Linked DNA regions of Hordeum vulgare: region 2 is linked to region 1. The links are chromatin contacts, called in public Hi-C maps. All regions are on one chromosome and are shown on one strand. The core of a region is the stretch at or near the end of the contact, and the rest is flanking DNA. Distances in the headings are between cores, read along the strand shown. Region 1 has its middle 85 kb from the start of LOC123408049. Region 2 has its middle 29 kb from the start of LOC123414458.

Region 1 (5,009 bases), core at 752-3,251:
TGATCATGGACACTTGATGTCATCCTCTAATGGACACTTGGAATCTCTCTCTTGATGCGAGCCCATGAGAATTACATAATCCTCATAAACACAGACAATACACAAAGTGCAATTTGCGATTACTTAGCATATCACAAGATCCCATGTGGTACATCATTTGCGCTTATGTGATGACCAACTTTGGGTTAACTCTTTCATCTTCATCTTGGTCAACATTTATCTTTGATCCATGATTAATCTTGATGTCTTGAAGGCCCTTTTGATTTCTTATTAGGCTTCATTTCTTTAAGAAATGATTACCAATATCTCAATTCACCATTACCATATCAAGTTTGTCTATGAGTCTAATATTGGCTATAACTTGCTCGTCTTGATGATACAACATAGTTTTTAAGAGGCACAATGAATTCTTCACTTGAATTACTTGCTTCAAGACATAATCATCCATGACTCAACATATGAGCTCATCGTGATCCTATTTTCAAGACATATGTGGAATTCTTCTCTTTAATTATTCTCTCAAGATCTTAATCCATCATGGTTCAAACCATAAGCCAAAGCATTAGAATGTGTGAGATCCTCAATGAACTCCACATATATCACATCTTGTTCATCACATGGAATTCATCTTGATCGTATCATATTTGATTCAATCATTGAGCTCATCCTTGATGCATGCACAACAATATGTATATGACATTCATTTAGAATTCATTCGAGATCCTTCTTGCATATTCATTGAACAAGCATACTTCAAATCATCCAATATTCTTCATGCATTGCAAACAGAACATTCCTTAAAATGTATAAGTCAATGCAAACATTACTCCATTAGAATTGTCATCAATTACCAAAACCACACATGGGGACTACATGCACTTTCACATAGGACTAACTAGGTTCCCGCTTTGTAGCCACTGCGGTAAAATCAAGGGAAAATTAATATGGATAAATCACCTAGGGAAGGACCCTAAAATTCTTGGGGTCACCAAGTGGATATGTGGGTCATAGGCGCCCTAGCATGGTCGGCGTCTAGGCACCCCATGGCCCACTTGGCAGCCTCCCTCTAGCTCCTAACCTCTTTTGGTCCCAAACACAACAAACCATTTTTGTTTTATTTTTTGGGACTCTCGTATCACACTTTCTTCACGACGGTACAAATTCCATCCTCACATCATCTTCGGGAATCAATTCTCCAATTCTCCATGTTTTAAGATAAACATAGTTAAATTGATGGAAAAGATGGTTAAATGGTATTAAAGTACAATATTTATCTTCTAAAATTGTGATGAAAAATGCACACGTCAGCTTCCCCAATCTTAGACCTTGCTTGCCCCCAAAACAAAACCTGAACTTCATAAACATGCCCACATGTTTTAAAAATTGAGAGGCCCGTAATAAAAGAATACACACATGAGCAATCACAATTCGCAAATGTACTATATACTAGCTAATACAACAACCTGTTCTTGCTTCTTTAAAAATGTTCCCGGATTACAGAATTTAAACCCAAATTTTAAAAATGTTACCGAAGTAGGAAAATTGTTCACGTATTTCAAAATACGTCGCTCGATTTCAAAAAGCTCGCGAATTTGAAAATTATTTAGTCTTTTGAAAACTACTAATGGATTTAAAAAATGCCCATGACTTCATAAAATGATCATGAATTTGAGAAATTAACCTAAACATCAAATAAATACTCACAAATTCTAAATGTTTCATTTTATGAAATAAAGTTTGTGAATTAAAAACAATCATAATTTGAAACAAATGTTTGTGAAATGAGAAAGGAAAAGACAAAACGAAAATCATAAAATGAAACAAGAAAACCAAAAAAAGGAAAAGAACAAAACGGTTTATGAAATTCTAGAAGGTTCCTCCAAAAGTGAGAAGAGAAGCCTTGATAGTTGGGTTGGTCCAATAGTAAATAATGGGGCACTACAGGTATATGTTTGATCACGCGAATTATATCTCGCTTATGGCGAGAATACCTATTGTCTCGCGTGAAATATTGAGGTGCCAATACTTTACTGGGCTGGCCATTTTAGCACTCGTTCGCACGCACGTTGTTAGCTGCGCTCTTCTTCTTTTTTCATATATTTTTCTTCTGATTTCTTCATTTCGTTATGGTTTTCTTTGTTTTTTCACCAGGCTTCTGGTTCCTTTGCCGGTTTTTGCTACTGTGTTTTCTTCGTATTCTGTTTTCTTTTCTTTTTTATTTTCCTCTTTGTTCTACAATTTTCTTTGTTTCTTTCCTCATTCATTCCTCTGTTTTTCTTTGTTTTTTCTCGGTTCTCGCCTTTTCCAATTCTTTTGCACTGGTTTCCATCGGCTTTCTTCTATTTTTCTTCTGTTGTTTCCATTGTTTTGGATTTGGTTTCCATGTTAGTTTTCTCATTTTTATATATTTTTTCCATTTCCATCAGTTTTGTTCGTTCTCTTTTTTGTAGAGAATAAGAACCTTTTTTACACGTTTATCATTTATTCAGATACATGAATCATTTTTGTGCACACGTTGAGATTTTTCCAATTACATGATTTAAAATTTGTTTAAACATATATGTTTTGTTGTTAACTATTTTTCCATGTACAATTTGCATCATTTTTGTATACACCGGGATCATTTTTATACACGAATTTAACTTTTTCAAATAATTATGTAACACTTTAAAAAAAAATTGTTTTTATGTCTACTACTTTTGGCTTACATACATTTATTATACAGGAATATGTATTATGCGGATCTTACATTTTTTAAAGGCATGGTTACTATTTTTAATACCTATTTTATGTCCACTTTTGCAGAAACAATTGTACATTAATTATACATCTTGCAGATTTTCTAATACAATTTGAGAACTTTTTTTAATACATGATCAACACTTTTTCATATATATGTTTTCATGTCTAGTTTTTTCCATACACATTTTCCTTTTTTCCGGATACATCAGGAACATATATATATATATATACTAGCACAAATGGCCGTGCGTTGCAACGGGAAGAACAATATTTGTTTTTTTATGCGTAAAATACAATTATTTTATAGGCAAGACTCTTTGCATTTTAATATAGATTTTGAACAAACAACTTCAAATTTGAACATTAAAGTGTGCAACTAAAGCTTATTTTTGTCTTTGTGTGACCGAAACACCCACCTCTCACAGGTGATGATTTTGGGTCGAGGTATAGTAGTATCTTGTTGGATCTGCCCATGCATAATGTAATATCCCAAAATTATAAATTTTGGAATGTTAATATAATTATTAGAATGATTGTTTGTTTGTTTGTTTGAGTGATTGAAACTTGAGTGGAATTTGAAACTTCTCAAAAAAATGAGAGGGAATAAAATGACTTTCCCAAAATTAATCCCTTTTCAATTTTGAGTTTGAATATTTTCAAAACCCTTTGAGTAAAAAAAATCAAACGAGAGGAGGAAAATGACCCTCCAAAATCAGAGACTATGTCTTGATTCAAATTTTAAGTATTTGCAATTTATTTGAAATTCAAATTCCTTTTCATTTTAAAGTTATTGCAAAAAAATAATTTTTTTAAAAAAATATTTTTTTGGTTTTAAAAATATGTTCATGTTTTAGATAATTTTATTCTGAAAATTAAAATATATAATATGCTTATGTAAAATGTTCTCTCTTTTTCATTTATACGTTTTTCTTCTTTGTTTAAAAAAAACAAAAACAAAAACAAAAACAAAAACAAAGCGCGTCGAGGCCAACCAGCACAACCATGTGCATGTGCTGTGCGGTGGCCGATTCCTTTGGCCCATGAGGCACCTTTTTACTTTTTTTTCTAGTTTTCCTACATTGCGTATATATTTAGTCCAACATCGCCTACCTATGGACCATTAGACCTTCCTTCCACCTATAAATATAGACCCATAAGAGCATCCAAAAATCATCTATTTCGGGTTAAATCAATCTTTTGGTTTAACTAGATTTATTAAATAAAAATATTTGTTCTTCTCTTCGGCGGGATTTCTCGAAGTCGTCTCCTCATTGGAATTAATTCTTACTCTGCATTCTAAAGGTATTTCTCTTCGTATTTTTTTTATACTTCCATAGTTTATTATTTTTAGACTAGTATTTCTACACTAGTATACGGTAGAGTAATTAGATATATTAATTAGTCTTCGTATTTACACATTAATATTAGAATTCTTTTAGACATAACACTTTTCTTTCGTAAAACAATTTGGCCCTGATTTTTTAAATAGCCATAACTTTTTACTCGTTTATCCGAATTAGATGAAACCAACGCCTAGAGTTTCGTCTTGATCCCACCTATCCGATGAACCTATCATATCAACTTTTTTTGAAATTTCCAAAATTCGAAATTTGTTCATATTCATATTCAAACTTCTTTTGATCATATCTTTTTAACCGTAGCTCCGTTTTAGATGAATCCAATTGCGTCGGATTCGTATCAAAGTAATCTTCCCGTTTGTATCATTAGTTTTAACTTTTCAACTTATAATTTTGATCAAATCAGATTTACTTATTAGTGTCCAAAAGTGTTCACATCGTTTTAAGCCGATTAAATGTTATATTGAAGTATTTGTATCTTTTGATCCGCTATTTCAAATCTAGTAATTCTTTTTTCTACACGCTCATATTGATCTCCTATATCCAGTAGCCTCATTAGTTTCGACCTTTGAACCTTAAAAATTTGAGCGATTCAAATTTGTATTCGAACATTCATTTGATCTTATCTTGCAAATCGTACCACCTTTTCAATTGATTCCTTTTACCCCTAAACACTCATGTCATATATTTTTGTACGTAACCATCATACTTCAGTTCAACTTCTCTTGACCTTTTGAATGCAAATTCAATTCATACTTCAATTCGCTATAACTTGCGTTGTAGTGCTCCATTTCAAGAAATTCTTTCTACAAATAAATTCTTATGTCTTATACTATTTGTCAAACAACATTCATGTTGTTATCCCAATATTTTTGATCATCTCCCATAGTGTATGCAAGTCGAGCTTAT
Region 2 (5,009 bases), core at 1,246-3,745, 550 kb after region 1:
CCTCATCACTGCTGCCGAAGGTTTTCCCTCTTTCTTCACTATGGTTGAAGGCATGATGGTCATGGCACAAACCCATAGGATAGCAATTGATGGCAAAGCAGTAGTTGGCTCTGATACTAGCCCCTTCCCAGCCCCTCCTTATGGCTTAGTTACTTCATAAGTGAAGTTTATGTGGGTAAATTGGGTGTGGATAAACTGTTTTTAAGTTAGTATTATCTGCCCATACCTGAATTCTTTGGGTGTTATTTCATACTCATACCTACCCACATAGTTTGCGCATGGATTTGAATAGGCCGTTCTTACCTATTTGCAGGCCCTTAAATATGTGCTACACAACGTAAGTTACTTATAGTATTCATTTATCAGTTGCATGTTAACTAACAACAGCTATATAATATCCTTGGTGAAGCTTAGCTGGAGCCAGCATCTTGGGATAATATGACACGTGAGATGATGCATATTTTCTCCTTAAAGTTAGCTATATCTCCTATCAACAGTGGTTCAATACAGTTATATGGATACATTGCGGCACGAGATGAATATGACTTAAGGCTTAATTATATTTTCAATCGGAGCAGAGAAGATCCCATCATCGTACAACAGGTGAATATCAATACTTATCTGCATCCATTGTACATTACATCCAGTAAATAATGAGATCGAAATCGATGTACTCCCTTTTCCCAATGTCAAGGCATGCTTAACTTTTCACTATCTTCGATTCTGACTTTGACCGGTAATATATACCAACATACATGAAAAGGACATACTTGAATGGCATCTTTCATTTATCTTAAAAATTATTTTTATGCTATATTTCCTTACACTAACTTTACAGACATATTATGAGCAAAAATCTTTTTCAATCTCGTACATTGAAGACTGCAAGAATCAAGTGCGCCATACATTTCAGGGAGGGAGTACTTCTGATGGCATACTACAAGCTCCTAATATTCTTCCAGTAATAGATGCTTGGATAGTGTTATATAGCCCATGGGGTAAAAGTAACAGACGGATTACTGTGTTGGTGGTCATAACAGCAGGAGTACCGGAAAGCTTAAGGTTTTGTTGTGCTATCCCTGTTACTGTGCCTGGAGTGGCCCAGTTCCACCCCTTCAAAATAGCCTTCGACTTGAAGAATTAGTCTGTTCTTGCTGGCGTCCATTGCATGGCAGACTCGCAGGTCATAACTGCCAGTTCTCGCTGCTGAGTTGCCTTCAGGAAGATGAGTCGAAGCGTGGCTGCTACCTTGTAGGGTTAAAGTGCATTCTGCTTAACCGATGCCTGCAGCATTCGGTCATGGGCCGGCCCATCAGGGAGGAGGGGGTTTCGGTTTTGTGAAGGTTCCGAAAGTTTTTTAGATGGGTTTTTTTATTTAGTTTTCAGGACTGGTTTTTCTTCGGGTTTTTTTTTCTTTACTATTTGTATTACTTTTTCATTTTCATATTAATTTTCTTATATTTTTTACATTTTTTTTAAAAAAAACACACCCATTTTCTGTTTAACTTTTTTTCCAAACGAACAAATATTTTTCCAAATCAATGAACCCTTTTCAGAATTTTACGAATTTTTTATGGATATTCTATGAACTTTTTTGAATATTGATGATTTTTTTAAATTATGATGACCCTTTTTTATATTGGATGAACTTTTTTAAAAACTGATGAACTATTTTTCAATTTGTGAACTTTTTTCAAATTCGATGAACTTGTTTAAAAAATGATGAATTTTTATCAAATTTGATGAACTATTTTTCAAAATAGGTGACTTTTTTTCCAACATCTATGAACCTTTTCAAATTTGATGAATTTTTTCTAAAAAAAATGATGAACTTTTAATAAAATTCGATGATTTTTTTAAATAAGTGAACGTTTTTCAAAAAATATGACCTTTTATCAAATTTGGTGAACTTTTTCTAAAAATCAGCGAACGTTTTGAAAAATATGATGAAGATTTTTGTGTAATCGATGAACTTTTTTTTAAAATCGGTGAATGTTTTTCCAAAAAATGATGAACTTTTATCAAATTTTATAAAAAAATTTAAAAAATCGGTGAACGTTTTTTAAAATAAGATGAACATTTTTTCGGAATCGATGAACTTTTCAAAAAAAAATCGGTCAACGTTTTTCAAAAAATGATGAACTTTTATCAAATTTGATGAACTTTTTTAAAAATCGGTGAAGGTTTATTAAAGTACGATGAACGTTTTTTCGGATTTGATGAACTTTTTTCAAATTCTAATAAACTTTCTTTAAATTTGTGATTTGTTTTTAATAAATCTATGAACTTTTTAATTTACAAAATATATTCAAAATTGTAAAAAAACAAAAACGGTCTTTTTCCTGAACTAATAATACACCACATCCATTAAAAAATCAACAAGCCTAGCAAAAACGAACGGTAGTGGATTTACTTAGTGGGTCGCGGCCCGTTTCTGGGCGTTGTAGGCGTGAGTTGCCCGAACCGGCGCTTGAAGTGTCGATTAGGAGCTCCCTTGGGTTGGGACCTGGCAGCATTTACTTGGGCCTTGGGGAGTTACGGAGTTAGGTGGTATGGCCCATAGAGGTTGTTACTTCAGTTTAATTGAGTAACCTCGTTGTAGGACCGAGGTGAGCAATATTATACCGAGAGCAACTAGTTAGCGAGCGCTCCCTCGCGAGCCTTCCAGCGATCGCTCTCGCGCGCTGTCAGTTGGCGCGTTTCCAGCCGTCGCTACGTGTCGTGCTCTGAGCGTTCTCTTTGGATTTTGTTTTATTCATTATTTTTTCGCACGCGTTTTCTCCTTTTTTGAGTGGTTTTTTTCGAATTTTTTGTGTTATGGTTTTTCACCGGTCTTTCGTAACTTTTGGACGAAAAAAAATCACGAAAAAAGCATTTTTTGTTTTTTTACGCCGAAAACTCGTTTTTTGTTTTTTTCTGCGAGAGACGCGGTTTTGCCTTCGCGAGAGGCACGGCCGTGCCTCTCGGAAAGGAAAAAAACACATTTTCAATTTTTTGCGAGAGACACGGTTTTTTTTCACGAAAGACACGATTTTGCCTTCGCAAGGGGCATGTCCGTGCCTTTCGGAAAGGAAAAAAGCGTTTTCTGTTTTTTTACGAGAGGCACGGTTTTGCTTCCGCGAAAGGCACCATTTTGCCTTCGCGAGAGGCACGCCCTTGCCTCTCCCGAAAGGAGAAAAACGCGTTTTCTGTTTTTCTTTTTTGCGAGCTCCACAGTTTTGCTTCCGCGAAAGGCACGGTTTTGCCTTTCCGAGAGGCACGCCCGTGCATCTCGTGAAAAGGGAAAAACGCGTTTTTTGCTCTCTCTTTTATCCATGAGAGGCACGGTTTTGCTTTCGCAAGAGACACGGTTTTTCCTTCACGAGAGGCATGGTTTTTTTGTCCGGTTTTTTTCTATCACGTGAGGCATGGTTTTTTTGTCCGTTTTTTTCTTCCGGTTTTTTTATGAAAAAAAAGTTCGTCAAAACCTATCAACATGGGATCTAGTTTTGAAGATCTCGACGCAAGAAGCCAATGGTGAAAACGGTTCGAGATTTGAACGCACGGTTTAGGAGACAAAACGTATTGAAAATACGAATCTACGAAAAATAGGAAAAACTCCCACGTTGCGACAAGTGGCACGCATGTAATGCGTCACTTGTCACAACCTGTGAAGATGAAAGTAATCGTTAGAAGGTGTATTCGCTAACTAGTGATTTCGTATTATACCAGGTCTATAATGCAACTGAAGAACCAAAGACCGGATTAGCTTGTTATGCCCACCCTATTCATACCCTGCAATCCTACATCCTCTGGATTGAACATGAGAGAACAGTGGATGTTACGACCCCTGAGGGTCAAGGGGGTAATTAGCTAAATTACATTTCATATAAGTTAGTGCCTCATGGGTCTGCATTTTCCTGATGCGCAGAGAACCACCACGTAAAGCGAGAACGTCTAATAATCTGATGGATATTTTAGACCTGAGTGCGTTTTTTTTTACTATGGTCTGTTTAGCGAACGTTTTGAGTTTGTGAAAAACTACTAATTTGCTTGTTTCTTGATCTGTTGGCATCATTTGCAAGATAAGTATTTAACTTCAGTTTTTTTGTTGTATGAAGTACTAACAACAATAGTTTTACAGGGTTCTTTGATTGAAATGACCGGACCTAAGAGAGGCATTGCATTTTACTGTGATGTTCTACTTGAGCTTGACATGAGGATCGAGAACGGAGAAAACGAAGGAGATGACACACAGTTGATTGATGGAATGTCGGAATTTCGTGGACTATTAATGCCATGGGAACCAACTGAAATTCCCATCAACGGTGATTGTGCCACAGTTGAGATGTCTGCTGCACTTGTTAGTTATGCAGTTGCGGCCATTGTAGAAGTTATCATATCAGAACCGCACGGTGTCTTTCATCTATCCCTCAGTTCCATCGTTTGTGTTGTGGAGGAACATGAATTCCAGCTTTTTCATGGCTCCGCTAGTGACTGGTGTGGCGCAAGGAGGTTTGTGATTGTTGTTACGGTAAATACTATGTTGCATTTGAAGTTCATGGTTGGTGAGAGAGGCGCAAACGGTCACATTGAAGACACTTGTTCCTTCAAGGCCAAGCTAAACGGAGATGCCAGGCATCTAATGAATTTTGAGGTTGCCTCTATCTTGACGATAGTGACATGGGCGGCGTGGCCTCATGGAATGTTTTATTGAATAGATATTGATGGTTGCCTTTGTATTGGAACCGGGTATTGTTATACTCAATTCCTATTTCAATACTGTTTTCTAGTAAGTGTGTTTTATGCTTCGTTATGTTCACATCACATATTGATCCGAGAGGCATTACGCATGACAAATGTGTAACATCAAACCTGATTCCTTGAACTTTTGGCCATTATGTGGATGACGAATGCAGGATGTAACTGAGAAATTGTTGATGTTAGCAAAGATTTCATTGAAACTCAAAATACAAAATGTTTTGATCTGATTTAAAAATCTTTTCACATATCATCATGAGTGGACATTC

The links. A called contact is a pair of places that touch in the nucleus more often than the background predicts.
Region 2: a contact with region 1 is called in a Hi-C map of leaf, with 4 times the contacts expected there. The contact joins two enhancer-like sites. A contact is called at or near these places in 3 of 6 Hi-C or Micro-C datasets (leaf and seedling).

What each region holds. Positions count from the first base shown.
Region 1 is chr7H:161,644,335-161,649,343 of MorexV3_pseudomolecules_assembly, forward strand. No RefSeq gene overlaps it. Among protein-coding and RNA genes, the nearest start is that of LOC123408049, 85 kb to the left of the region's middle. Within about 2 kb of position 2,002, at least 1 of the 3 cell types and tissues checked has open chromatin away from gene starts, as enhancers often do. A contact at or near this core is called in leaf, where this site is marked.
Region 2 is chr7H:162,194,671-162,199,679 of MorexV3_pseudomolecules_assembly, forward strand. No RefSeq gene overlaps it. Among protein-coding and RNA genes, the nearest start is that of LOC123414458, 29 kb to the right of the region's middle. Within about 2 kb of position 2,496, at least 1 of the 3 cell types and tissues checked has open chromatin away from gene starts, as enhancers often do. A contact at or near this core is called in leaf, where this site is marked.